6 separate regions of the Mus musculus genome follow, and regions 2, 3, 4, 5 and 6 are each linked to region 1. A link is a contact called in public promoter capture Hi-C data. All regions are on one chromosome and are shown on one strand. Each heading gives the region's core, a stretch centred on a gene start, on an enhancer-like site or on the middle of the called end of the contact. The rest is flanking DNA. Distances are from core to core; before and after follow the strand shown. Region 1 holds the start of Gal3st1 (galactose-3-O-sulfotransferase 1). Region 2 holds the start of Ykt6 (YKT6 v-SNARE homolog (S. cerevisiae)). Region 3 holds the start of Pold2 (polymerase (DNA directed), delta 2, regulatory subunit). Region 4 holds the start of Aebp1 (AE binding protein 1). Region 5 holds the start of Dbnl (drebrin-like). Region 6 holds the start of Gas2l1 (growth arrest-specific 2 like 1).

Region 1 (4,676 bases), core at 971-3,470:
GGGATTAAAGGTGTGCCACTATCAGCAGGCTCTAGTCTGAATTCTCACTAAGCTCTTAGCTCCAGGTTAACCAGCATCGACTGTTCCAGTAGCGCAAAGGTTTCTCTTCAATGGTGCTGCTGCTCTCTTGTGTATTGTGGCTGACTTTAGCTCCAGCTGCTCCGAACAACAGAATCTCAATTCATGATAGAAAATAACCCTGATAGAGTCTAAATTTCCTCCTAACCCTTCACGAGCCAGGCCTCTATTGTCTGTCCTGTTCTTCACACTCTAAGCTCCTCAGGGACTTCTCACTGAGCTCCAGACAGGAAATGCCTTTTCTAGCCCGACATTCCGAAGTCCTTCCACAATCCTCCCCAAACACAGCTAACCCCATTCCTCGTACCAACCAGCCTTAGGGTTTCTGTGTCTGCAATGAAACATGAAACACCATAACCAAAGAGCAGACTGAGGAGAAAAGCATTTGTTTGGCTTACACTTCCATGTTGCTGTCCGTTATTGAAGAAAGTCAGGACAGAACTCAAACAAGGCTGCATCCTCAGGGCAGAGCTAATGTAAAAGCCATGGTGGGTTGCTGCTTAGTAGCTTGCTTTACAAGGTTTGCTCAACCTGCTTTCTTAAAGAACCCAGGACTACCAGCCCAGGGATGACAACACCCATTGTGGGCTGGATCCTCCCCATTGATCACTGAGAAAATGCCTTAGATCTGGATCTCTTTCCCCACCCCTTCACTCCCATTTTTTTCCGAGACAGAGTTTCTCTGTGTAGCCCTGGCTGTCCTCGAACTCAGAAATCCATCTGCCTCTGCCTCCCGAGTGCTGGGATTGAAGGTGTGCACCACCACGAACAGCTTAGAGCTGGATCTCATGGAGGTGTTTCCTCGACTGAGAGGCTCCTTTGATGACTAGCTTGTGTTGACCCAAAACAAGCCAGTACAGGTGGAAGGTGAGCGTGAGGTCTAAGGGCAGCAATAGCCTAGTTTTCCATCCAAGTGAGGTCACTGCTGGTATCTCAGCTTGTGACCTTTGTGGACCTGTCCCCTCACTCCAGGTACCTCTGATGATGGTCCTTACCTGGAACTGTCCATGTATCATGACAGGGTCAGGGTTCTGATCATTCAGTCCTTCCCAGGACATCTTTCCCATAGCCATTCCCCAGAGGCGGTGATACCCTAAACAGGGTAGGCTGGACTTTGCCCTCCCTGAATCTAAGGACCTGATAGCCTGACAGACCTGTTTTGTATTGGCCCCATATGTGGACTTTGTGCTGCCATGGCTGCACCTCAACTGAAGAGGAAGGCAAGAGTTTTGCAGGCTTTGGCTTGTGGACCCCAAGGTCCCCCAAACTGGTGGCTTCACTGTATATGTGGGATGGGGGGAGGGGGCTCTATCTGATGCCATGTTCTGGCATGGCAGTTTCAAGAGGCAGGAACAAAGGGTTAGGAGTTTCAAAGTCATAACCTATAGCCTGGGAGGTGACTCAGGGCCCACAAGGACAAAGAGCAGCAAGCCCATTAGATATGGAAGAATGCCTGGCAGCCAGGCTGATGTGGAATTTTCCCCATTCCACGGTTGCCTAGAAATGTCGGGGGTAGTGGGACTCTGACGTGGCCCATGTGCCACCCGATGGCCAGCTGGTTCTGCAGTGCCCACAGCTGGGGTTAATTCCAAATTAGTTCCCATCCTTGGTTTTCCTTTAGGATGAAGGACAGTCTGAACTCAAACAGGCCCCTACTTACTTGCCCAGACCTCTAGAGGAGGTATCCTCAAGAGGAAAGTTAGCTGAACCATGTAAGTGACTCGGCCCAGGGATCCTGGCGCTTCTTCACCTGTTTTTCTTGGATACCACAAATGTGTTCCTGGCTCATCAGAGGGAGCTAGGAAGACCTATGTTCCACTGGATTCTGAGGAGCTCCAGTGCTGTCCATAAAAGGCTGGCAACTAGTCCTGCCCCCTTTCTCCAGAGCCCAGGCTCCCTTCCCCAACACTACCACCAAGCCCCAGGCACCCTCTATTCCCTTCTGGGCTGGCAGTAGGACAATGGACCCCTTGGCCCATCGGAGACAAATAGTCCTTGTTAGGCCGGAGGCGGGGGCGCAATATTGCGCCCCAGGGAGCTGAATACAGCTTCTGTGCCTCTTGGGCAGGCGGCGCAGGGGAGAGGACGGGAAGGGGGTGGGGGGGGGGAGGGGGCCGTGGCGCCCATTGGCTCTGGCGTCAGGGGCCGGGCCAGGCTGCTGGCCTCACCTGGCGAGTGTTGAGAGCGGGGTGCGGCAGCCGCTGCGGCGGCGGGGCGGGGGCATGGACCAGGCCTGCCAGCGCGCCGGGTCCCGGCGAGTGCGCCCCGCCGCCCAGTGAGCGCCACGGCGGCGGCGGGGGCCGGGGCCGACCCCTGCCACCCGGAGCCCAAGGAGAACAGGGCAAAGGTATGTCGGGAGGTCTTGTACTCACGCTGGCTGTGCCCTGCCTCAGCCTACTTCCTGAACATCTTGCCTACTGGATCGATGGATCGTGTTTGCCCAGCAAGGGATATAGAAATGCTGCAGAGCTGCTTCACCAACACTGTATCCTGCAGGCTCTGGCTGATTGCTTGCCCTGCTCTGGGTGCCCCTCCTCCCCTGACCCCCGGAGTCCCTAAAAATGGGGTGGGTGGGGCTCCAGAAGGTTAGCTGTTGTGCTGTGAGTTCGTTAATAATTAATCCTCTTGGACATTGTGGCCTGGGCCCTAGTGGAGAAGGAGGCAGGAATCTCCCCGCTCCTTACCTGCGTTCCCAGAAGAGGCGGCTGTCACAGTACAAACCGGGGAGAGGGGGGCCTTGGGCAATGACAGACTCTTGTGCTTGGGGAAGGCCTCTCATATGTGTGCCCCTAAGGAGGTGAGTCCAGGAGACAAGGACAGACTTGTCTAGTTAGGACAGGAAAGATCCTATATGCAACAACTACACGGTTCCGGAGCCATGGACCAGTGCTCCATAAGGGGGTCTCAGGTTGGTCTGTTCCCTTAGTGAGAGGCCAACATGAGCCTTCTCTTTTTAACCCCCCCCCGCCCCGCCCCTTCCTGAGCTGGTTGTGATGACAGGCACACATCTGGCTGCAGGGACTGACACCTGACACCAGAGGTTACTGGGCTGAGGGTGAGGATGCCCTGGAAATCTTCAGGAGGAAAGGGGTGTGGAGGGAGAGCCGATCAGAACTCAATCTCTTCCTCTCTGGAGGGGGTGAGCTGATCTGCACTGTGCCTTCAGGCTTCCTTGCTACTTATCTAGAGGGAAGATACTGAGGCTCAAGGAGTCAGTGACTTGCTGAAGGTCACACCGTTGGGAAATGGCTGAGTTCACTGCAAACCACAGTGTGCGTTTTTGTTTGTTTTGTTTTGTTTTGTTTTGTTTTGTTTTTTGGTCCCTGTCTCAGGATCCCAGCCCTACCCAGAAGTCCTCTTGCCCAAACTGGAGGAAAGATGCCTTCCTGGGCATCTCTTTTGCTTCCTGGGTTCTGTGCTGAGTTCTCATAAATCTGTCACTCACAGTGCCTCTCACTGGGCTCCAAGGAAGAACAAACAAGCACTTGCAGGAAAGCAGTGACTCACAGGACAATGGCAATGGGGGACTCTAGGCCCCCTCAGTGGCTTGGGGCAAGCTTCTTGCTTTGGTTTGACTCCATGAAATGTGAATGACTAGAGAAGACACAGCGGGATGGAGCAGAAGTACCCCAAAGGTTACCAGACTGGAGACCTGGAGTCATCAGGTGAGATCTCTCTCCAGGGCAGGGAGGTTAGGCCCACAGTCAGACCCTTTCTGTGACACTCCCATCTTGCCCTGGGTGTGGATAGGGAGGTTAGGCCCACAGTCTTTCTGTGGGCACTCTGTCAATTTTACTGGGTGTGGGCAGGGAGGTTAGGCCCACAGTCTTTCTGTGGGCACTCTGTCAATTTTACTGGGTGTGGAATGCGAGTTGAGGCAAGTTGTGTATAAATCATGGGAACATAGGTCATTGAAGTCTATTGATCTAAAAGGACCTAAGTTGTCCATGAACATAACCAGATCCACTGCCCGGGCCAAGCACCGAGCTAAGGACTGCACACTTCTCACTTTTGGATCTTCCCAGAGAGACTGAGAGAGCATAGCTGTACCTTTAAGTGTTAGGATACAAACAGTTTCTTGCCAGTGATCACCCTGTTTCCGGACTTGGGAGCAGGATTGTATTAAGGGCATCCTGCAATGGACAGTGGGTGTGCTTGCTTAGCCAGAGCGTTGTGCGTGGCATGTGCAGTGCGTCCATAAACCTTGTCTACCATGCCGTGTGGTTGCACAGTCAAGTACATCTTCAGACTGTGACGAGTATAAAGTATCGAGTATATTTATTACGGACTCCTGTGTTTAGCCCTGGTTGTGTGTGTGTGTGTGTGTGTGTGTGTGTGTGTGTGTGTGTGTCTGTGTGTGTGTGTGTCTGTGTGTGTCTGTGTGTTAATGGAGTGGTTTGGTTTCTCGTTGACATCTGTGATTTGCCACTGCCCATTAGCGAGGTGAGCTGCTTTGGGTACTTGGATCTGCTACCAGGAAGGCTGGCGCTTTTGCATAAGCAGGGTAGTGTCTCAGAGAGCTGTGAATATGCTTCAAGTTCTAGCTTTGCCACAGTTACTGGACTCATTTCTCCACCTGTTACTTAGTGCTAGCATAT
Region 2 (4,676 bases), core at 1,434-3,933, 2.0 Mb after region 1:
CTCTTGTGAGCATGGCAAAGCTTCAGAGGCAGGTAGGTGTTTGCTGTATCTACTGGGCAAAGTCATAGGACCTGGGTCTTTCATCATGGACACTGTTATTACAAATATGTTTTCAAAGAAGCTTTTTAAAAACTAGGATCTAGAGAGATGCCTTGGTGGTTAAGAGCACTAGCTGCTCTTACAGATTCTATGCTTGGTTCCCAACACCTACATGGCAGCTAATAACCATGTGGAACTCTAATTCCAGGAATCTAAGTATCTGACGCCCTCTACTGGCCTCCTCGGGTACAACGTAGAGTAACACTCATGAAAAAAAAAACCCTTAACATTTTAATTATAAATATATATATCATCTATAACATTATTACTGTGTGTTAGTGTGCATGCATGCATATGAATGAGTATTCAGGGGGCTGACGTGTATGTTATTGTGTGCATGTGTGCACGTGGGACTTGGATCTCTCCTTCCACCATTGGGGCCAGAGGATCGAACTTAGGTCATCAGGCACGGCAGCAGATGCCTTTACCCACTGAGCCATCTCTCCTGCTCTGCAAAAGGGCTTTTCTTTGACATCTCAGGACTCGGGGAGGCTGGACATAAGAGCTCCACCATCCCACACCAGTGATGCTATGCTTGTCTTGTCAATGAATTATTTTTGCAAGCTTTTCTCTCCCCATACTTTCAGGTTTCTTGAACAAGGACAGAAATTTCTGGACGCTCTCCATCTGCATCACTTAATCTTTTTTCTTTTTTTCTTTTTTTCCCCGCATTTGCTCTGTCTTTGGCATCGTGATGAATAACCTTGCTTTTGAACTTGACCGCATCTGGAATCAACTGCTGGGCAGTCCTGTGAGCGCTTTGCTTGAGCAGATTAAAGGCAGCGGGAAGACCCACCTTAACTCTGGGCAGCAAGCACCTCCTGGTGGTAATTCATATGGAAGGATGTGGAAGAAGGAAACTTGGCTTGTCGCTTGCTTGCTTTTGCCTTCCCTGGCTAGGTCACCTACCCTGCCACCGCAGTATTTCTACACCTAAACCAATTTAGGGATTCAAATGTAGGCTGAAGACCAATCTCTCTAGGAATCAACCAGACTTTCAGCACAAGATTAAGTTTGCTAAGACATCCAGTCTTGTGGTTTGCTTAAATACCAGACTCTATGCTTCTCCAGTGTGAGACAGCCACTGTTGGACTACTTACACACACAGCATCCTGAAGCCAATCTAATAAGTCCTCTCTTAATATATATGTCCTATCAATTCTGTTCCTTTAGAGAACTTTAATACATGTATAATATGTTCATATACAAGCATGTATAGAAACATATATATGTGTTCATAGATATATATAGATGTAGATATACTTACATGTAGGTATGTATGCATATGACCTCTTCGGAGTAAGTTGTATACATAGTGTTCATCTATTTATGTTACTGTGTGTTAGTGTGCATGCATGCATGCACCAGAGACTTCTCTTATAAGGTCAGGGCAGTCAGTGACTGAAAGCTGGAAATAAAGATATAGTGCTCTTATCTAATCTGTAGACCTTGCTCAGATTTTAGCCTCCCTTTAAAGCTCTGCTTCTAACAGCCTCAAGGGCACCTTCGGCCTCTCATGAGGCTTGCTTCCTCTTTCTTTCTTTCTTTCTTTCTTTCTTTCTTTCTTTCTTTCTTTCTTTCTGTCATTTAACGTAATGGTGCAAATAACCATCGTCGTCATTGTTAAACATCTGCAATGAGCAGGACTTGGAATTTGATAGTTTATCACTTTTACCAACATGTCTACAAAAAAGGTATTTTTTGAGTCCAACAGATTGGGGGGGGGGGGTAACTTTTGCGGTGCGGAAGTACTGGGACCGAATTCAGGCTGGATAACAGCTGGGGAAACGCAGGGGAAAACAATGTCATTTGAAATTGATTAACAAGCTTGGCTTGGGGAGTTCGCATATCTCTAGATGAGACTTCCTGGGACCAAGGGAGGCTGGGTAAAGTCAGAGAAAAGCAGGAAGAGGTGCCAAGAGTGGCTGTAAGGGAGTTTGATAAGCATTTTGCTGTTCACATTGGAAGCCCAAGGTCTGCTTCTTGCTATCAATTTTCTTAATCCACATCTCTTTCTGCAAGGTCACTATCCTGGTAATTTTGTACAACTTTGGATAAAGAGGCTTTCTTCAGAAATGGTTCTCCGTCTGCCGCCTGTGGAGCCATGGTGTCAGTGCAGGTGAATATAGCTGACACCTCTGGCCGCCTGGCTTGTCGAACAAGTGTGTCCAAGCTGAGTGGCCATAGCCAGTGACGTTTCTGATTTTTATTATTGCAAGAGAAAGGATGAAGGGCCTTTCTTTTAGTCGTCTGTACTTGGGACACCCAGGGAAGAGGTTGGGTAGCCTGGTGCTGTTACACATAGAATGCAACAAAAGTATAGAGTGGGGACAGCTACGGGTTGTTTTTCTAGCAGAATGGGGAAAAAAGAGCGATGGTACGGCACAGCACTCCCCACCGGCAGCCAGGGTCCGCGCGACAGCCCGGAAGGGAACCTGCGCCAAGGCACTGCCACGCAGGCGGAGACCGAGCCTCCTGGCGCCGACCCGGGCGGACGCGGGCGCGCCCCGCCGCTTAGCTACCCGTCCGCGCACGCGCGTACCCTGCCTTCGGGCCTCCGAGGAGCGGCTGGAGCAACTCGCCACCGGAACCGGAAGTGGGCCTTACTCTAGGAGGAAGAAGCCGGCCGGGCCCCGTCAGGAGGCGGCCGCCGCTGTTCTGAGGGACTGTGGCCGCGCTCCTGGGAGCGGGTCTGGGGCTCAGCCGGCGGCCCGAAGGTGCGGCGCCATGAAGCTGTACAGCCTTAGTGTCCTTTACAAAGGCGATCCGAAAGCGGTGCTGCTCAAGGCCGCGTACGACGTGTCTTCCTTTAGTTTCTTCCAGAGGTCCAGGTAAGTGGGCCGGGCCCGGGTGGCTGGACCCGGAGTCCAGGGAGTCGAGTCTCTCGAAGGGCGAGCACGGCTTTGGCCTCCCTCGGGCGGCAGGCTGTACCTGAGGAGTCGTTAGCAACCCTGGGAAAGGGCTCTGCCCTACGCGGTATTGCCCAGTTGTAGAAAGATTGGAAGGCCATTGATTACAGACGCGCTGCCAACTGTTCTGATCTGGGATCTCCGGACTCAGAAATAAGTATGTTGACTACGCCTCGCACCCTGTGATTTAACCAGTGTTTGGTGTCTTAACCTTTGTATTTCGTCGTTGCCAGTGGTTCTCACCTTCCTTGCGCTGCGACCCTTTAGTACCGTTTCTCATGTTGAGGGAACCCTCCCACCCCCAACCATAAAATTATTTTCGTGGCTACTTCATAACTGTAATTTTGCTACTGTTATGCATATGTATTTTTGGAGATTGAGGTTTGCCAAAGGGGTTGCAGCCCACAGTTTGTGAAAGTCGCTGGTCAAAGCTCTTTCCAGAAGTTCTGTATGGAGGTGTTTCTTTTATGAGTAAAATCGTTGATTCCTCAAGGATTGGGAGTCAGGGGTCAAACTCATTCTTTTTAGTGTTTGGGCCTTGATTATCAGGAAGGGTCCACACTGGTAGCTAGGCAGGAACCACTGGATTTGTATTGCTTGTAGGCATGTAAAGGATTGTGGGGTGCTTTAATTGTAAGCTGCACAGATACCCAGTCTTGTGGGAGTGACTCAGACACAAAAGGAAAAGGGCCCAACAGGGTAGGACCTGTGGTCATCTTGACTCAACGTCTGGGGAAATCTGCTTGTTCAGGTTGTGTCTCAGCTTTTGATGGTTCTAATGACTTCATATAAGTGGGATATATAGTAGTTGGCTTTTTGTGTCCCACTGATTTTACTAAGCAGAATGACCCCAAGGTTGACCTATGTTTCTGCAGATACCAAATTTTTCTCCCCTTTAAAATATATACAGTATTGAGTTTTATGTAAACACTATGTTTTGTTTATGTATCCATCCGCTGATGGACATGAGTTGCTGTGGATTATAGTTATGTGAATAGTGTTTGCCAAGGGGTTGGAAGGTAGCTTGAGTGGAGAAATAGTTCATTCAGGAGACTGCTTGCTGCATGAGGGGCCTGGGTTTGATCCCAAATACATCAAAAGGAAAAACAAACAAACCAACCAACCAACCTCTGGGTGTCCTGACACATGCTTGTACTTTCAAAGCTAGGGAAACAGAGACAAGGTGATGGGGCTCAGGGCCTGATGACTGACCCGCTGGGGATCATGGCGCCTGATGACTGACCCGCTGGGGATCATGGCGCCTGATGACTGACCCGCTGGGGATCATGGCGCCTGATGACTGACCTGCTGGGGATCATGGCGCCTGATGACTGACCCGCTGGGGATCATGGCGCCTGATGACTGACCCGCTGGGGATCATGGCGCGATGACTGGCCCCCTGCTCAAGCCTACTCTGTGAGCGCATAACCAACTTCATCCTAACAAAGGTGGATGGCTCCTGAGGAAAGACTCCCTGCGTACACATGCAGCTGCACACAGATGGCACGTGGATGCTCAGATACACAGAGACACAGCTTACAATTTGCTGTGGTGTGCACCCCTGAAGGTGGAATTGTTGAGTCATCTCTGGCTCCGTTTGCTCTTCCTGCTCCTCTCCTCTGTGTGCCCTGGCCCCTGCTCTGTGCTTGGTGTTCTTCTTCTGGGATG
Region 3 (4,676 bases), core at 1,036-3,535, 1.9 Mb after region 1:
CCCCTCCACCCCAGCCCACTCTATTCTCTGTGGAGTTAGCAGCCTTGTTCATTCAACATCCCCAGGAGGAAAACCAGAACACGTGTGAAGGCTCCACACGCCCAGCATGAAAGATGTAGAAAGCCACGCTGGGCAGGAAGAAGGAAAGCAAGTTCCAGAGAGTTCCAGGGACTCATCAGCACAGACCAATCCTGGGACAAACTGCTGAGGAGGCAGGGCGAAGTGGAGGCTGGGCCAGAACCGCAGTCCTGCCCTGGAAGAGCCAGGAGCATGCCTCAGAGCTCCACCGTGAGCTCCATCCACAGAAGAAAAGGGCTAACACCACACAGAAGCATTGGATGCCAACATAAACTGCAGATTCCACACTCCCACCTGCTGTGGCTCTGCTATGGCCTGGGTGTGTCCATCCCTCAAAGACCAAGGTGCCAAGCCTGCTGCTATGAGGAGCTCTCTAGCTAAAGGGTGCACACCAGTGACCAATTCACACTGAAGACAATAAGGATAGGAAGACCATTTCCTCCATGGATGGAACAGTAGCCATCACTGCCAGAACCTAGCCCTTACCTCTGACCAGACTCTGGGCCAAACCCAACTTTAACCACACAGGTTAATTTAATCCTCACTTTTAAGAAGAAGCAGGGAGCTGAAGGGGCCATTCCATGGTAGCTGGAAAGTATTCCAGGTTAGATAAGGTCCTAGTTCTAGCTGCTGGGCTGCTGGGAGCAGCGTACCCCAAACTTACCCCAGTGTTGCTGCGCCCGGCTCACCAGGAACGGTCTCATCTGGATGAGGCGGGTGGCATAAATATGGGCGTACTGCCGGTTAAAGCTGCGCTCTCCCAGTCGGAAGGGCTGTGAGGAGTTGGTGTAAGTTGCCACAGGTACCCGGGCAAAGGTGGCATTGCTGGCAGAGGGCGGGGCGAGCAGAGTGTGGGCCCTCTGTGCTGCCTGCTCGGAGAACATGGCGGCACTCCTGGCTTGTTTGGTCCAAGCAGCTGTGTCCAGGCCGAGGAGTTATCACTGCAGAGACACACAAAGGCATTCCTGCAATCCCTTCTTGTACCCAAAGCTCCCCTAGTGTCCCAACCACGCTGTCCACAATGTGCACACATGTGTCCGGAGGTGTCATCCTATAACCTAGTCAGATACAACCTGGAGCTCGTTCCAAACCTTGTTCATCACCTCCTCCTCTCCACATTTCTACCCAATCACCAGGGTCTCAAATTCTGCATACCCTCAAATGGAATTATTGATCTGCTTCTGCCCAGCTCCCTGGGACCTCTGCTACCTCTAGGGATGCTATCAGGCATCACTGAAGAAGCCTGTCATAATATAATTAGTGATAAAAAATAAAGCATAAAGCTGCCCCTGTTTTGCTCAAAACCCCCCAAAGGTTGCTTTTCAGTAAATAAAACCCCAAGTTCTTACCACGACCTGTAAGATCAGCTCTGGGCCTCTAAGAACAGCTCCCCCCTCCTATCTGTTTCTCCTTCCAAGTGTCCCTTCCACAGCAGGGGCTCCAAGTAGAGGCCTCTCTACTCCTGCTGGGTCCTCTCCTTTTCCCCAAGGCTTACTGGCTCTTCCCTTTCAAGTCTTTCCTTAAAACTCACCTTCCCATATCTAATTGACTGCATTGCTACTTCAACTGTCTGCATCATTATCATCTCTCAAGCATTTACTTTGCCTCCTCCAACTGTTGCCTAAGCTCCGGCAGCGCAGAGGTTTGTTTTCTTGTATTGCACCCCTTCCCACTAAGATGTGCTTGGGGATGGATGCACAGCGGACTTTAGTATAAAGTATCTCAACATATTCTTCATGCGTAGTTGAGACGACAACAGGCTGGATGTAGTAACGGAAGTTTTGAACACAGCTTTCTTTTTCATTTTACTTTTTTTTTTTTTTTTTTGGTACAGCTATTACAAAGTTCAAATTCCCCTAGCTGGTTCGGCTTTCTTTAATGCGCAGCTCTGGCTTAGGGAGCGGACCCTATGAATTTGCCAAATGGGCACATGTAAACTGGATGTAAGCCAAAAACGCACGGTGGTGGCAGCGGCCCACACGGTGCTCCAGGCCGGACCCGACGGGAGACCTGCCCCGAAGCAGACACGCCCAGCTCGGGCCCATGTTACAGTTCGAAGCACCCTCAAGACCCCGGCCCGCTGTCCAGGTACCGCCAAGTCTGACCCAGGACCCACGTTAACCCCGCTCAGCAGCACACTCACCGCGCCACGCCGCATCCCGCCAATCTCTGCGCGCCCGTCCCGCCCATCGGCGCATCCAGCCAATCGCCTCCCGCCCCATCCCGCCCATCGCTGCACGCTTCATCCAGCCAATCCCCGTGCGCCCCGCCTCTGGACCGAGGAAACGCGGAGTCACGCCTCCGGTTCCCGGGACAACCCATCACTTAGCACTGGGTTTCCTGTGCGCATGCGGTGTTTGCGGCTGGGCCTCATCGGGTGAACTCCTTGGGTAGCGTGGGCCGTAGTGAGGCTGGGCGCCTGGCTCATGCTGCTCTCCCCGAGCGCTGGGGGTCTGGTGGCTCCTGTGTGGCTGAAGCTTCCCTCCCACTCTATCCTGCGCTGTGATTCTCACCCTGACTTCTCAGATTCCCTTGGAAGCATGAACAATTTCTCCCATCTCACAGGCAGGGAAACAGGCAAAATGACCCAGCTAGTGAGAAAAGCTAGAATTCACACTAAGACACCCTGACTGCAAGTGCATCAGACTTCAGTGGTAACATTGCTCCTTTTTAAAATTGCCTAATTACTCAGTCTGAAACTTATTACTTAAGGTAGGTTTCTTCTGGCTTACTAAGTTTTTTTGTTTTATTTTGAATTTATTTTGTTTTGTTTTGTGTGTGGGTGTGTTTTGCCTGCACGCATGTGAGGTCAGTCTCCTCGGAGGCGAGAAGAGAGCGTCCGTGTCACCTGGAACTGGAATTACAAATGGTTGTGAGCCATTCTGAAAGAGCTCTCAACCGAGCTTTCTCCAGCCCCTTGTTTCTGTTTTTGTTTGTTTTTGCTTTTTGAGACAAGGTTTCCCTCGTTCCTGTTTTAATAATGAATTAAATCATTTTTTTCCCCCCGAGACAGGGTTTCTCTGTATAGCCCTGGCTGTCCTGGAACTCACTTTGTAGACCAGACTGGCCTCGGACTCAGAAATCCACCTGCCTCTGCCTCTGCCTCCCAAGTGCTGGGATTAAAGGCGTGCACCCCCACCCCCGGCTAAATCATTTGTTTTTAATGTTTCAGTTTGTTGAGTATTTTTTCCTTTGTAAGCTGGGCTGAGTGCGGATTTTTGCCTACTGTCTCAAGTAGCCTGTTGCATATTTGATTATGTTGCAACGTTCTTGTGTTCCAGGAACAAACCCCATTTGATGGATTTGAAACCACTTTGTAGAATTAAAATCCAAAGTTACAATGACACAGAGCTCGTTGTTGTGCAGCCCCTTGACTGGAGCTCTCCATTTACTCTTTGGTTGCTGTTCCCTTTGGTCTGCAGGACTCTCCTTAGGATTCCTTACAGTAAATGTCTAAGGAAATGGACTCATCAAATTTTATCCCAGAATATCTTTATTTCTACTTTTTCCTTGAGACGGGTCTAATATATTCCATGGTGTAGCAACAGGGCCTTAAACTCCTGATCTTTCTGTCTACACCTCTGGAGTGCTGGGGTTACAGGCACGTGCCACTACCCTGAGTTTTATGCAGTGCTGGAGAGTGAGCCCCGGGGCTTCATGCAGGCTAAGCAAACACTCTGCCTTCTGAACTACATCCCTGCCTGGCCCTACGTCCACTTTGTGTTTTGAGCCAGGTATCTTGCTATGTGTTCCAGCTAATCTCCGAGGGCTGATGTCTGCCTCCAGAGTGCTAGGATTACAGGTGTTCTAGTCAGGTTTCTATTGCTGTGATAAACATGGCTAATGGCGACTTGGGGAACAAGGTTTATTTCACCTTACAGGAACATCAAGGAAGGACAGGTGTGCTGGTCACCTTGATGATGCTCACACACCTGGAAAGATCTGTTCGCTTTAGTATTTTTTTTTCTGTTCTTTAGATATTTTTTCTCCTTTTTTTTTTAATGTATATAAGTGTTTGCCTGCGTGCACATCTGCACACCATGTGCATGCAGTGTCATCAGCAGCCAGAAGAGGGCACCAGATCCCCTGGAAGCAGAGCTACAGGCCATTGTGAGCGGTCATGTGTTCTGGCACCCAGGCCTCTGCAGGAGCAGCAAGTGTGTTTGCTTTGTTTTTAACCCTCCGATCCGTGTCTCTAGCTCCCCATTCCTTACATTTGATCATTTTAGCTGACTTTCACCTTTGCTGTTCTTTATTGTGGCCCTTGCTCTAATTACTTTAAATCTAAGTCGGCTACAGGTTGTATTTTAGTCACTATTTTCCAGCTTCAGAATATTTTTGCTACCTAAATAAAAACCGTCAAAGACTTCTCTGTTTATGCTTCCATTTGCTTGTACATCACTTACTTGACCGTGGGCATTGCTCACTTAGCTCAACACCACTTAACTCACTAGTCATACAGTTGCTTCAGAGCACTTCTCTAACAAGTCAGCCATCTGGCCTTTCCCTGGCATATGTGTCCCTCCTCCTCCTCCTCCTCCTCACCATCCCTGAACTCTGCCGATATGGAATTTGTTGATTTCTCCCCTTGGGTCAAA
Region 4 (4,676 bases), core at 835-3,334, 1.9 Mb after region 1:
CCCCTCAGGGACCCCCTTGGACCCTTTGAGTGCTCCTGATCATGGAAGCCACCAGCCTCCCGATTCCTCAGCTGTGGCCTTGGCAGTGCCCTCTGGACATTTGACTTAAACGCTATGCTCTTCAGCAGAGTGGAGAGCTCTCCTCACAGGCTCTGGCTTCTGGTTGTCCTCTTGCCCCAGCGCTGTGGGCCCAGGTTAGAAAGACTTCCTGAGGACGGGCTCCCTCGGGAGGATCCCCAGCGTAGCACTGTGCTCCCACGCACCTTTCCGGATTTTCTGTGTGGAGGCCTCAACCCCTCAGGCCTCCTGGGCCCAGCTCCTCTGCTCGAATTCCTGTCCGTGACTCATTGAGGCTCAGGAAAAGGCTTTCTAGACCTTAGGTTTCTTTGTTTTCCATTTTTGAAATGGCTTCTGTTTTCCCTGGCAGAGAATATCCAACCCAAATTCAGTCCAAGTATGACCCATGCCTAGGGAAGTGACATCCATGTCCCCTCATGCACCCTGTGGCATACCCAGCATGACACACTGGACCAGACTGGGGGCACGGAAGCCAATTCCCAGAACTGACTTTGAGCACAATGATTCAGAGGGTGACCATGAGTGAGACTTGCTTTACTCTTGCTCTGCGACCAGGTTGAAGTCTCTCATGGGGAGGCCTAGCTGTGAGAGGATTGTCCCGGGATGGGGGAGGGGGAGCAAAGTGGATGAGGACCAACAGCCTGTGGGATGCAAGGGCTGATCGTGTGTGCTAGGCACAGCACAAAGTGGTCCATTTAGCCGGGCAGTGGTGGTGCACACCTTTAATCCCAGCACTTGGGAGGCAGCAGCAGGTGGGTTTCTGAGTTCGAGGCCAGCCTGGTCTACAGAGCAAGTTCCAGGACAGCCAGAGCTACACAGAGAAACTCTGTCTCAAAAAAATCGAATAAACCAGAAAGGTGGTCCATTTAATATGCGTATAGTAAGTTGTGGACACGGAGTTCCCCTGCTGAGTCAGACAGCTAGGAGGGCTAAGATGGGTTAGACCCTCCCCCCCACACACACACACACACTCACACACACATCAGTTCTTGGCATAGTCTCCATGCTTCCTCAAGGAGAGCCAGAAAGGAGACTGCCGGGAGGGGCTTGCCTACTCCCTGAGAGCAGTGGGTTACAGAGCCCAGTACCCGAAAATTTCCCCTTTTTCTCCCTGCTCATGCTGGACAGAGAGGGTGAGGGTGAGGGTGAAAGACTGAGGAGGTGGCATCGTGTTGGTGTTTCTTGACCTGCTTTTTCTTTTTTCTCTTCCAGCTGAGATGTAAACTTTCCCATGTCAATCATCTGGGGGTCGCTATTCTTTTTTATCAGAGTGCCTCCCCACCTTGGTTGAAAGCTGCCTGCCACTGCCCTGGACCTATGGCTGCTACAAGCCCACGTTCACATCTTTAATCCTTCATGGGTAAATGCTCTGGCATTCCTGGGCTTAGCTATGATGGCCATTATGAGCCAGCCAACGTTTGTATTCTAGAAGCCATAGCTGAAGCTGTTGTAAACAATTTGTTGTTTTAACCGCTTCTGGTCAGAGGAAGGAGAGAAATAGCTATTACTCCACATTGGGACCTGAGCCCTGAGCTCTGAAGTGGGGCTCCTATCTCCATAAGGACAGCAGCTTGCTGAGAACAGCTTTTCACAGCCTTCCTCGCAAAAATTGGCTCCAAAGACCTGGGATGTTGGTGATAACTGGACAAAGGTGACACCTGTGCAAGCACACAGCAGGTGACACTTTGAAGAGCTAACCTCCAGAAAGTGGAAAGGAGGTGATCGCCAGTACCCTCGAGGGCCCTACTCCCTCCCTCCCCTAGCAATCTCCCTGGGCTCAGAGCAAAGGGCACAGCGGGTTAGAGCACAGGTCTCCTTAGACTCCGCACACTCCCTTCCCCATAACTGTTGCATTCTTTTCTCCCAGGCCTTCCTCCCCGCTAGGCGCCCTGCACCCAGACCCTCTAAACTGGGCGCTGACGCTGCTATTAGTCTGGGCTCCGTGCTGCTCCGCCTCCCTCCCCCGCAGCCCCCGGTCCAAGGCCGGCTCCTCCTCCTCCCCCTCCGGAAACCCGAAGCCCCCGCCCCGGCCAGGCCGTCGCAAGCGCTCTGGAGGGCGGTCCGCGTGAGAGCCAGCCACGCGGGGCAGGAGCGCCCAGTTGCTGCCGGAGCTGGGCCCGCCAGAACCTCTCCTGGAGCCCCTTGCTCTCCTTGAATCTCCCTTTCCCACCGCTTTCTGGATACCCTTGACGCCCACGTTCCTCGCGCCCTTTCCCGCCCCTACGCGGGGCGCTGCCCCTGCCACCCAAGTCCCTGCTCAAGCCCGCCCGGCTCCCGCGCGTGCCCAGAGCCATGGCTCCAGTGCGCACCGCATCCCTGCTCTGCGGCCTCCTGGCACTGCTGACGCTGTGCCCTGAGGGGAACCCACAGACGGTGCTGACGGACGACGAGATCGAGGAGTTCCTCGAAGGCTTCCTTTCGGAGTTGGAGACCCAGTCCCCGCCCCGGGAAGACGACGTGGAAGTCCAGCCGCTTCCCGAACCCACCCAGCGTCCCCGCAAATCCAAGGCAGGGGGCAAGCAGCGGGCAGATGTAGAAGGTGAGAACCTGGTGACATGGGTGGCCATGGCATCAAGTGAGCATACAGGGGCTCTGGAGGGTCTAGCCACTTCCCATGCTGCCCCGTGAGGAATGTCTCTCCAAGGCAACGCAAGGCAACACACTGCCAGGCAGCAGTTCTGTCCTGGAGTTTGGAAACCTGGAGGTGTGTGTTCAGCATAGGGTGGCGCTGGGCTTTTGAGGTCGCCCAAGTTGTTCATCCCAGGTCTCAAGAGAGTGTAGGTTTGGACGAGTGGGAAATTGTGATTCGCCTCTCCGAACTGGCCCTAGTCTCTTAGTGGCAAGCTTCAAGCCTAGGCATCTGCTTGCCTCCTCTTCTCCCACAGGAACACAGACAGGGGAGCGGGGTGAGGAAGACTTCCAGGTGAAAGTGGGCAGTCTGAGATGGTCAGAACTAAGCGAGGTGATAGCATCCCGGAGGCATGCAACCCCGAGCCTCTTATGCAATCGTTGTCAGTAAATCTTAGCTGTTTTTCATGGCCCTCTGGAGAGTGGCAACGGATCTTGTGATCTCTCTCCCAGGAGACTGTAAGGCACCATTCATCATTCCTGAGGTCAGCCACTCCCCCTCCGGCCCCCACTGCTGTAGATCTGTCCTGCTCTCCCTACCCTCACCTCCCTGCACACTTTGCCTCCAGCAACCAAGACGTTCTGGACATTGCCAAGTGACCCTGCTCCTGCTGCATGTTTTGCTGTATTCCCTGTGTTTCAGCCAGCTGCCTGTGTGTTTCCCATTCGCCATTAAATTCTCCGCACCCAGCAATTGCAGCTCCTAGGGTGCTAGAAGGGTGGCCCCTGCTACTTGACTTCTCTGAGATGAGCCAGCACGGAGAGAACTACCTACCTGCCTCTCTCTCCCTCTGTCCTTGATAAGGGCCTCCTGTTGGTTTTGAGTTTCAACGGGAACCTTTTGGGACTTCAAGACCTACGGAGTGACTGCCGGCCTGCCTGCCTGCCTTCCTCCCTGGGAAGGAACCAAATCCAGGGCCTTACATACCAGGGGACTGACTGCTCTAGGGCAGATCTACATCCCCAGCCTGACTGTCTCTTTGAAGCTTTTCTTCTCCCTTGAAAGGAGGCTCTTGGAAGGCCAAGCCACAGTCTTTAATTTGCCTGGCTGTTTGCTTGGGTAGCCCTGCTCTTTCAGGTTCTTCCCTGTACCTTCCATGCCTGGCACTGAGCTGTGAGGCATGTGGGTTAGGCAGACATGTGAATTAGGGACTATGAGGACCCCATGGAGGTTTGGACAGACAGAGATGTCTCTCTATATATCATGCCCTGAACTCACTACTTCAGAGCAGCCAAGAGTTGCTGCTGTTCACTCTGGATGTACAGATAGGATGCCTGGACAAGGTTTCTCATTCTATCACTTGGGCAAATGGCTAACCTCAGTTTCCTGATCTGTACCAGACCAGGGACTGACAGGTGCCCTCACACCCAGGCTCTGGGCATCCAGGGGGACCATGTGGGCACACAGATTAGGCTCTGATTGTCTGCTCCTGCATCTTCATCCTTGACAGTCCCTCCAGAAAAAAACAAAGACAAAGAGAAGAAAGGAAAGAAGGACAAAGGCCCCAAAGCCACAAAACCCCTGGAGGGCTCTACCAGGCCCACCAAGAAACCAAAGGAGAAGCCACCCAAGGCCACCAAGAAGCCCAAGGAGAAACCACCCAAGGCCACCAAGAAGCCCAAGGAGAAGCCACCCAAGGCCACCAAGAAGCCTAAGGAGAAGCCACCCAAGGCCACTAAGAGGCCCTCGGCAGGAAAGAAGTTCTCAACTGTGGCCCCCTTGGAAACGCTGGATCGGTTACTCCCCTCACCCTCCAACCCCAGCGCCCAGGAGCTACCGCAGAAGAGAGGTTTGTAGCAGGATCCCTGGGGCTCTGACCTCTTTGAGGACAGAGAAATGAGGAAAGATTCCTGGGACTCTGAGACAAGGGAATTTTGAGGCCTTGTCATTAACTTGGTGGCTTTCTCAGTGAGTTCTGTTATTGCTGCTCTTGGGCAGAGAGAAAGCCTGGGAGCTTATAGGTGAGAGC
Region 5 (4,676 bases), core at 852-3,351, 1.8 Mb after region 1:
AATAAGCCATTGTGTGGGTGGTCCGTGCCACCCACATATGTATATATTATACTTCCAAGCCCAGTCCTAGGTCAGTAACTGAACAGCAAGCAGATCTGTAAAGATAACTGTGGGGTAATGTGACCTTTTTTCCCCTGGGTGGACCCTAGAGATCAGAGAGATGCATGGGGTTAAGTTGGTGGTTCTTCACGTTTGAGTCGCATATCAGATATCCTATATATCAGATATGTACAGTGCCATTCATAACAGTAGCAACATTGCAGTTATGAAGTAGCAATGAGATAATTTTAATGGATGGTGGACACAACATGAGAAACTATTAACGAGTCACAGCATTAGGAAAGTGGAGAACACTGGTTTAAGTGATCTGTGACAAATAAATGACTGTTGGGGCTGTGGGGATGGCTCAGTGGGAAAGTGCACTTTTCGCACAAGCTTGAAGACCTGAGTTCAAACACCCAGCAACTGCTTCAAGAGCTGGGTTTGGCTCTGTATATAGCATCAGTACTGTGGAGCGGCGGAGACAGGAGGATCACTGTGGTTTGCTGCCTACCAGCCTAGCTCCAGGCTCAGTAAGAGACCTGCCTCTAAGGAATAGGGTGGATAATGAAAGAGCAGGATACTTGACACTGTCCTCTGGCCTCCAACAGCACAGTAGTATGCATCTACCCTGGCCCATGTGCATATACCACACACATAATAACCTCTCTTGGAAGATTTGGGCTTGCTAGATGGAGCTGAAGTTTCTTCTTGTTTTTGTTTGTTTTCGGAACAGGGTTTCTCTGTATAGTTCTGGCTGTCCCTGGAACTCACCCTGTAGACCAGGCTGGCCTTAAACTCAGAAATCCAACTGCTTCTGCCTCCCAAATGCTGGGACTAAAGGCGTGCGCCACCACTGCCCAGCCAGAAGTTTCTTTTTTAATACTTTTTTGAGAGAGGGACTCACTTATAGCCAGTAATCCACTATGTAGACCAGGCTGGACTCAAACTCAGAGATCTATCTGCCTTTGCTTCCCAGGTTCAGGGATTGAAGTCATGTGCCACCACACCCATCTTATTTTTATATTGTGTGATTGTTTAAGTGCACCATGGCCATACCTAGTCCCAGCAGAGACTAGATGAGGGCTAGGGCTGGAGTTACAGAGGGTTGTGAGCTGCCACATAGGTGCTAGGAATCAATCCTGGATCCCCTGGAAGAGCAGTCAGTGCTCTTAACCACCAAGCCATCTCTCCAGCCCCTCCACCCCTTTTTTTGTCTTTGAGATAGGCTGGAACTCAACTATGTAGACCAGGCTTGCCTCTGCCTCCCCAGTGCTGAGATTAAATACACGAACAACACTTCCAGCCCCATTCTTGCAACATTTTAAATGTAACTTCGACCCCCACTGTTCTAGTTTCATTTCTGTTGCTGTGATAAAATGCCCTAGCTAAAAGCAGTTTAGAGAAGTAAGGGTTCGTTTTAGTTTACGACAACAGAGTATGGTCTCTCATAGGGACGTTCAGGCAACTGTCTGGAAATAGAAGTGAAGCACAAAGCAGGTTCTCTTCATTACCCCACTATCACATCAAATATTTCATTTTACTTTATTTAGAAGATCTAGGCAATGCCCAGGCCGGGCTAGAACTCAAGCTTCTGCCTCTGCCAGTTGCGCGCTAGGATCACAGGCTTGTACCTCTACGCCTAACACAGCAGATTCATGTTTTTTTCCTTTTCTTCTTTGGTTTTTCCAAACAGGGCTTCTCTGCCTAGCCCTCGCCATCCTGGAACTTGCGCTGTACACCGGGCTAGGCTGGGGTTGAAGGCGTAGCCATCATGTCCGACTATCAGATGAAATTTCCGAGGCGCCTGCGCGCATACAGCTTGCTCTTAAACAAAATACATTAACTAATGAGAGACGAACCAGCGTGAAGCTCTAAATCGAGCCCACGCCCTGCAGATGCGGACGAACGAGGACCTACGGGCAGGCCCGCCTCTCGTGGATCTTCATTCACCAGCACCCCGCCTCAACTTTACCCTCAGCCTAGCTCGCCTTCTCTCCACTTCCGCTTCCGGCCTCTTGGGCGCGGCTTCTGCACGTCAGAGGCGAGGCTTCCGGCCTCCGGGGCGGGGCTTCCGGCCGTCACTGGAGGCCGGCAGAAAGCTGAAGCTGCTGCATCGCGGGGACCGTGGGGCGTGCCATGGCGGTGAACCTGAGCCGGAACGGGCCGGCGCTGCAGGAGGCCTACGTGCGCGTAGTCACCGAGAAATCCCCGACCGACTGGTAGGCAGCAAGGCGGGGCCGGAGAGGCGCCAGAGCGGGAAGGTGGAGGTCGCGGCGTAGCCGTAGTATTGCAGGATCACCTGTCCACCTTCCTGAAGCCTAGCGAGATGCTACCCCACCCTCGCCACCGCCGTCCCCCCGGCGAGTACCCCCGGGCCTCTCCCCTGCCACCTAGTGGTCGGTCGGCTCTGCCCTGAAGATCTCTGCCTGGTTGTGCTTTCTGCTTTCCGCCAGGCTCTGCGTTTCTGGGACCTCACTGGACAAAGGGGTCCCGCGCAGTTCCCCAACTCCCTGGAAGGCGGAAACCACGTCTTCTAAACCCTGAGTTCAGGAAGAGACCTTGAAAGCGGCGTGAGCAGTGGGTTGAGGTCATGAGCTCACACAGGGCTCAGTCAAGGATGTCACAGGTCTGGGTCCCTGATTCTGGGACTGAAAATGGGATCCTGTCACCTGTTTGAGAAAAGGCTCCATCCTTCCTTCACCACCCCAGGAGCCATTACAGTACTGTGAACTAGATCTGAAGTTTCTGGAGTGGCCCTGCTGAGCCCTCTTAGGTTTCTGCTACATGCATACCAGTCTATAGTAATTCTCTTTCACTTTCCGTTTACTTAACATGCTTCCGTTAGCCAGTTTTTAGTGCTTCAGTTTCTCAGACATCTGATGAGTATGGCAGGTGGACAAATTCTGGGGAACACAAACTGGACTTTGGAGTTCTGGTGGGGCCACCACTACCCTGTGGTCAGCACTGAGGGGCGCTATACTGAGTTTGCCTGTGTTGAGTCTTCCCTGGAGACTTCCCCTATTGCAGAACTCTGGCCAATCATCTCTTCTGTTCTACTGTGTTGTCTCTCCTCTTTATCTTTTGGCCCTCTAGTCGTCTCAGAACCATCACTGTTTGGGGAATACCTCACAACCTAGCTAGCAGTGCCCTTCACCCATGCTTATAACTCTTCACTGACCTTGCTTGCTTTGCTTGCTTGCTTGCTTTTGAGACTGTGTAGCTCTGGCTGGCCTGGAACTCACTGTGTAGACCAGGTTGGCCACGATCTCACCTGTGTCTGTCTCCCGAGCACACATTGAGCCTCCTACTAGAATCATCTGCTCCACCTTGGTCTGACATTGTCCTGCCTCATCCACCCATTGTTCCTTCTGAGGGTGCAGATCTTGCTCTTTCCCCATACACTGTTCATCTGCCCCAGCAGCCATGCTACTGCCCAGCTTCCTACAGTACTGTATGCAGACGGTGCTGCCACTCCAGTTGAACGAGCCTCTGGCCTCCACCCTCACTGTCACAGCCATTTCAGTAGTCACTCAGCAAGATTTTTGTGGCAGGTCCCCACTCGCTAGCTGAGAGAATATCTGGGCCATCTTAACTTCCCTGCCCATAAATGCAGTGTCTTCCTGTTGCACTTTAGTAAAGCCCAGACTCTTACCCTGTCTGCCCTGGTTCCTGTTGCCCCTCCTGCTTACTACTCTGGCCACACCTGTTGACCACCCTTGTACCAAAGTCTTTCTCTTCCTCAAAACTGCAAGCTAGTTCCTCATCAAACAGAACCTCTGATCTTGCTGCTTCCCCTGCATGGAACATACATATACATCATCTTGATTGCTTCTTGTCCTTTATGTCTCTATGCTAGGGTTGTCTTCTCAGAGAGTCCTCCTAAATTCCTAGTACATGGGCCACATGCATGCCTTCAGAGGCCAGAAAAGACTGTGGAGTTCCCTGAGACTAAAGTGATAGTCACTTTGTCCTCTCTCCTAGTTTCATTTCTTTGTGATACAAATAAGAAACATGCTGGGAACCCTCATGGACTCTGTGTGTGTGTGTGTGTGTGTGTGTGTGTGTGTGTGTGTGTGTGTGTGTTTGTGTGTGTGTGTGTGCTTTTTCTCTTCCCTAACATGGTCAGGTAGACCCTTGTGCCTAGCTGTCATATGTTTTGATGGATGGATTAAGCCATGCAGAAAAAGAGACTGTCAAAAAGAGGTAGTCTTCAATTTGGTAGCCAAAAAAGGTCACACACACAGAGCTGGTACCGTGACACTGTAGACCAGAGCCATAGCTTTAGTTTCTCTCATCTATAATCTAGCTTCAGCCTCCTCCCTGAAGAGCCTGGCATGACCTGTGCTTATCTGGTTCCTATTACACTCTGTGTACACTGTACATTAGCATCAGGTGTAGGGAAGTTAAGCTCCATGGGTCGGACCTTTTAGGAATTGTTCATAGCTGCAGTCCAGTCAGCATACACGTACCAGGCGTTGTTCACACTGATTTAAAAGAAGAGGTGAGAGTTCTATTGAAGGTAAGAAAAAAAATCTCTGAACTGGAAATTTTATTTGGGGCGATATGTGTATTGTGCATGTGTGCGTGTTCATGTGCAGATGCACTCACAGGACACACAGGTGCAAGGCGCCAGT
Region 6 (4,676 bases), core at 848-3,347, 1.1 Mb after region 1:
CCCAGTTGCGGGGGTGTCAGGGACACATCGGTCTTGGGAAAGGCGGAGGGAGCTGGGGGTCTGTACCTCCTGTGCTCCCAAGTGCACCTCCTGTTCCCAGGAGCAGTGGTAGCGGGGCCAGGCTCTCTATCAGGGCACCAGGGTTGGTGTCTTCCCAGACCCTCCTTGTGTACCAGGCTTCTTGCCAAGAGCTTCCTACATATATAGCCTCAAGCCCGGGTAGCGGCCACTCAGCCCCAGGTCTGAGGCTGCCAATGCATCTGCCTGGCACCCCCCAAGTCACAGTCCTCCAAATGAAGGAAAGCACTCAACTTAGTTGCCGCTCATTTAATACTAAAAGCTGATCTCCTGCCTCAGACCCACCTGAGCTGTGTGGCCTCACTCAGCACCTCTGCCTCTCTGAGCTTATTTCTTTGTGGCCAGGTACACACTTGGCAGTCACCATATGTACTCTTAGTGGGGAAGGCTGCTGAGAATGGGCCCCTGGAGGCTTAGGGTTGGGGTAGGTATTAGCTCTGCCATCTGGTCCCCTGATGGGGGGGGGGGGACGGGACGGGACGGGATGGGACACCCAATGTGGATATCAGAAGACTCACCAGCTCATCAAGGTTTCGAAGGTCATTGGGCGTCATGCGGGGTGTGCGGGTGGGAACCCCTGGTACAGTGGCAATTTCAGTGACATCCTCTTCAGCAGCAGGGACGCTGGAAACCTGAGGGGTAGCTCGAAGCTCCCGCTCGATCTCCTGCTCGAACTGTACCAGCCTCGGGGCAAGCAGGCCAAGGCGCGCCCCACGCCGGGCGACCTCCAGCAGGCAGAGCACCACACTCTTCTCGTTCTTGCGTAGCACCAGGTCCTCTGTCTCAAACATGAGCACTTCAGGCACGCCCAGCTCAGCCCGGCACCAGCCGATGAAAGAGGCCACGTTGTCTCGGGCCATGAAGGAGCCAGGCGCCACACTGTGTGCCTGGAAGGCCACACCTCGGGTTGGACGGGCAGCAGCCAGAGCCCGGGCAGCCTCGGTGACAGCGTTGGCATGTTGGCACAGGGTTGTGCCTGTGGCCAGCCCCGTGAGGAAGCCATCGCCACTGCCGGGGAGACCTAGACTGTACAAAGCATTGAGCCAATCGGCCAGGTCTTCCTTCATGGCTTCCACATAGGCCTCACTGGATCGGAAGGGTCGCACACTCTTGGCGGCAGAGCCTGCGATGCCCGCCACTGGGTTCGCCATGCCCAGAGCCAGTGGAGTCACTGTGGGGACATAGGTCAGGATTGCTGTGAAGACTCGAAAGGGTTCAGAATGGTCCACCTCTACCAGCCCGCCACTCAGGGGAGACGCTAAGTTTAAGAGCAAGCTGTGAACAAGCAAACGTAGCACCACATTGTTCTCACGGTGCCATGACCTGCTTTAAGGGACTCAGTAACATTTACACCATTGTAGTGTTTATGTTTGCTGTCTGGCTGGTCGGGAGAGGGTGGCTGGGGACAAGTTGGCACCCACGAGGAAGAAATGCCATTTAAAAACATGAAGACATGTGGGTAGGGAGGGACAGGAGAGGAGCCTCGCCCAGAACCACGGAGAGACTGTTTCCATTGCTCAGCCCATAACCTGCACGAAGTCCCGCCTTTCCCTTCTCCTCTCCGCTAAGGGCCGCGCCACAGGCTGAGCGGCGACCGCGTCTCCATTCTACAGATGAGGAAACTGAGGCGCAGTAAGGGCAGGCATTCGCCGAAGGTCGCAGAGCAGTGGGTGGAGGAATCGGGTCACCCAGGCAGGCCGGATTCCTGCTGCGAAAAGCCGCCCGAGCTGGTGCCTGAAAGGCCGGGACTCCGAACGGCCCCCGCGAGCCTCCGCAGTGCTCGAGGCCTGGTCCAGAGAGGGTGAGTGCCCAGTCAGGGTCACACAGCCCTGGGAAGCAGAGAGCCCGCACCGCCCGGCCCACCTCCAGGCACTCTGGCTAGGGCTCCTGGGGGTCCCCGCGCTCACCTGGCTCACCCCGCCGCCCCGGGGAGCATCGCCCCGGCGGGGCCGGAGCCGGGCCGCGCCGCCGCACACAGGCGTCGCCCGAGATCGCTGCTTCCAGGCGTCCGCTCTGCCCCGCCCCCCTGGAATTTGGATCCGGCCAGGAAGGGGCGGAGCTGCGCTCTTAAAGGGGCCGTGCCTTTCTCGGGCCTTAGGCCCTAAGGCATCACCCCCACCTCACCCCCCCTTTAACTCCGGGTCTGGGTCTTCCTAGGCGGGGTTCAGATCCTTTCAGCTGTCCTTCCCCCGTGACAGTGGCCTCCCCGGAAGCGATAGGGGCCGGGGACTGCAGAGTCACCTCCGTCCCGGGTGGACCTCTGCAAGTCAGATAACTGGGTGCTCTTCCTGCAGGACGGCCCAGGGATAGCTTAAGGTACAAGGACGATGAGGCTCAGGGATCGGAAGGTGGCTGCGGGTTAGGTTAAAAGAGGGGGTGTGGCAGGGGCAACTACACGCCTTAGGAGGAACCTGGAAGATCTAGGGAATCCTGCCCCCTACTGTCGCCCGAGAGAGGAGTGAGATGCTGGAGAGAGACTGGAAATCTTGTGGGGGTGTGTGGACTTAATTTTAACTCAGATCAAGGAAGGAGGCGACGGAGGAAGCTGAGAGTCATCTAGAGGGAAAGTTTTTCACACTGAGGAAGCCTATCTCAAAAAAAGGAAAGGAAGGAAGAAGGAAAGAAAAATGGGTAGGTTTGCAAGGCTGAAGTGGTGAAACATTAGGGCCTTGTGGACCATGCTTTTCAAAGGTCATGGAAGAGAGGTTTATTTGTTTGTTTTTTTTTAAAGATTTATTTATTATATGTAAGTTCACTGTAGCTGTCCTCAGATACTCCAGAAGAGGGCATCAGATTTTGTTACGGATGGTTGTGAGCCACCATGTGGTTGCTGGGATTTGAACTCCGGATCTTCGGAAGAGCAGTTGGTGCTCTTAACCACTGAGCCATCTCCCCAGCCCCCGGTTTATTTGTTAATTATTATTAAATTATTATTGTTGGAGTTTGTTGTGGTTTTGAGGCAGGATCTCACTATGTAGACCAGGCTGGCCTGGAACTCCCTATATAGACCAGGCTGGCCTCAAAAGTCATAGAGATCTGCCTGTCTCTGCCGCCTGAGTGCTGGGATTAAAGGAATGTTCCACCATGTCATTACTTTTACAGAGTTCTGCTATGTAGCCTGAGCTGGCTTTGAACTCATGGTGTGCTCTCTCTGTTGGGATCCCAGGCCTCTCTCTAAGGAGGAATTTAGGAGAGGCTGACGTAGCAGCCATAAGGGCTCCTGTAACTGCTGTTGTTGCAGCGTCAGGGTCAGGGTCAGGGAAGCCTCTGAGGGAGGCAAGTGGTTTAGGTTGAATGGGGAGAGGGGATGCTGGATCTTGACTGCCTGTTGAAAACTGATGATGTATGTTAGTGAGGTGAGTGTGTGAGTATAGATGAGGGAGAAATCCCAGGTTTGGGGGTGAACATTGTGGACACGGAGTTGTTAAACAAAAAAAAAAAAAAAAATAACACCTAGCAGGGAGTGAAGTCCTGAAGAATTGGCTATGGAGACTGAATTCTAAGTGAAGGAATTGAGAAATGACTTGTCCTGGAACAAGCAGTAATGAACCGTCATACCCAGCAATCATCTTCAAAATAATCTGATACACCGATACTTTTTATTACATCTGTTTAGTGAGTGTGTGTCTGTGTCAAGGTATGTAGGCAAGGCAAACTTTTGGGAGTTTGTTCTGCCTTTCACCATGTGGGATCCTGGGTATTGTGGCATGGTGGCAGGTTCCCTTATCCAGCCTCATATGATGGTTTTGTAGATCTAGGGAAGCTGAGGACTGGGGAGGTTAAGGTACCATTGCCATCAGCAGCTCTGCAGGAATTTGACCCCTACTTATAGCCACCTCACTGTGCTTCAGTGTTCTGGACATAGAAGACTGAATCTAAGCTCTGTTGGTCACCAGTGTTGTCTGACAAACTTCCTGGGGGAGATGTCACACACAAGTCTGTGCACTCCTGATAGGGAACCCACAACAGACCAAAGGACTGAAACCACAAAAGCCCAATTTTTATTGGAGTTACAAGAACAGACATGGCTCAAACAGCAGCATCACCAAAGGCCCACCCAAGCATGAGTGACAGCTCCCAAAGATGGGAACCTGATCATAGCCTGCAGGCAGCTCAACAGGTTCTGGAATGTCCTTTCTAGGTGCCTCAGTTGGTCTAAAACTCTCTTCCAGGCAGCTGCTCTGGTCTCAAGAGTCTCCTTTCACTCGGGAGGCAGAGTCAGGAGGATTTCTGAGTTCGAGGCCAGCCTGGTCTACAGAGTGAGTTCCAGGACAGCCAAGGCTACACAGAGAGACCGTCCCTGTCTCGAAAAAAAACAAAAAACAAAAACAAGAGTCTCCTTTAAAACTTGGCTTGTCTGAGAGTTTTCTTTGCAGCTTGGCTCTACTTATCCTGGCAAGTTGGGGCCTAGTGAATCTGGTCTGTTCCAGGGACTTCCTGAAGCCATTTTGAGTTGTCTACTTTCCTTTTTAAAGAGCTTCATAAAGGATGGGATAGAATGTTTCAATATGAAACTCTTACACAAAAACTAGGTACCATGCTTAATCTCCCTAAGCCTCAGTGACTTCATCTGTAAAATGGAACTGTAGTTATCACAT

The links. Promoter capture Hi-C pulls out the DNA fragments that hold promoters and counts their contacts. Capture Hi-C pulls out chosen DNA fragments and counts their contacts.
Region 2: a contact with region 1 is called in a promoter capture Hi-C map of liver, with 9 times the contacts expected there. The contact joins the promoter of Ykt6 here to the promoter of Gal3st1 in region 1. A contact is called at or near these places in 2 of 39 promoter capture datasets (hippocampal neurons and liver).
Region 3: a contact with region 1 is called in a promoter capture Hi-C map of liver, with 4 times the contacts expected there. The contact joins the promoter of Pold2 here to the promoter of Gal3st1 in region 1. A contact is called at or near these places in 3 of 39 promoter capture datasets (embryonic stem cells and liver) and 1 of 9 other capture datasets (macrophages).
Region 4: a promoter capture Hi-C map of liver shows a contact between it and region 1, with 9 times the contacts expected there. The contact joins the promoter of Aebp1 here to the promoter of Gal3st1 in region 1. A contact is called at or near these places in 1 of 39 promoter capture datasets (liver) and 1 of 9 other capture datasets (macrophages).
Region 5: a promoter capture Hi-C map of liver shows a contact between it and region 1, with 4 times the contacts expected there. The contact joins the promoter of Dbnl here to the promoter of Gal3st1 in region 1. A contact is called at or near these places in 2 of 115 datasets of contacts at active chromatin or transcription factors (bone marrow-derived macrophages and pancreatic cancer cells) and 2 of 9 other capture datasets (adipose tissue and liver).
Region 6: a promoter capture Hi-C map of liver shows a contact between it and region 1, with 6 times the contacts expected there. The contact joins the promoter of Gas2l1 here to the promoter of Gal3st1 in region 1. A contact is called at or near these places in 1 of 39 promoter capture datasets (liver), 1 of 115 datasets of contacts at active chromatin or transcription factors (pancreatic cancer cells) and 2 of 9 other capture datasets (adipose tissue and liver).

The regions. Positions count from the first base shown.
Region 1 is chr11:3,981,416-3,986,091 of GRCm38.p6, forward strand. It overlaps Gal3st1 (galactose-3-O-sulfotransferase 1), which reads left to right and starts at 2,221. Exons shown (of 4, transcript NM_016922.3): 1 at 2,221-2,425; 2 at 3,526-3,743. Gm46265 (a long non-coding RNA gene) reads left to right here and starts at 3,750. Exons shown (of 2, transcript XR_001780153.1): 1 at 3,750-3,832; 2 at 3,892-4,676.
Region 2 is chr11:5,953,075-5,957,750 of GRCm38.p6, forward strand. Ykt6 (YKT6 v-SNARE homolog (S. cerevisiae)) reads left to right here and starts at 2,684. Exons shown (of 7, transcript NM_019661.4): 1 at 2,684-2,930. The coding sequence starts at 2,827.
Region 3 is chr11:5,875,971-5,880,646 of GRCm38.p6, forward strand. It overlaps Pold2 (polymerase (DNA directed), delta 2, regulatory subunit), which reads right to left and starts at 2,286. Exons shown (of 11, transcript NM_008894.2): 1 at 2,222-2,286; 2 at 743-1,019. The coding sequence starts at 962.
Region 4 is chr11:5,859,782-5,864,457 of GRCm38.p6, forward strand. Aebp1 (AE binding protein 1) reads left to right here and starts at 2,085. Exons shown (of 21, transcript NM_009636.3): 1 at 2,085-2,617; 2 at 4,158-4,496. The coding sequence starts at 2,371.
Region 5 is chr11:5,786,382-5,791,057 of GRCm38.p6, forward strand. Dbnl (drebrin-like) reads left to right here and starts at 2,102. Exons shown (of 13, transcript NM_001146309.1): 1 at 2,102-2,261. The coding sequence starts at 2,179.
Region 6 is chr11:5,063,230-5,067,905 of GRCm38.p6, forward strand. Gas2l1 (growth arrest-specific 2 like 1) reads right to left here and starts at 2,098. Exons shown (of 7, transcript NM_144560.3): 1 at 1,986-2,098; 2 at 1,608-1,865; 3 at 597-1,249. The coding sequence starts at 1,229.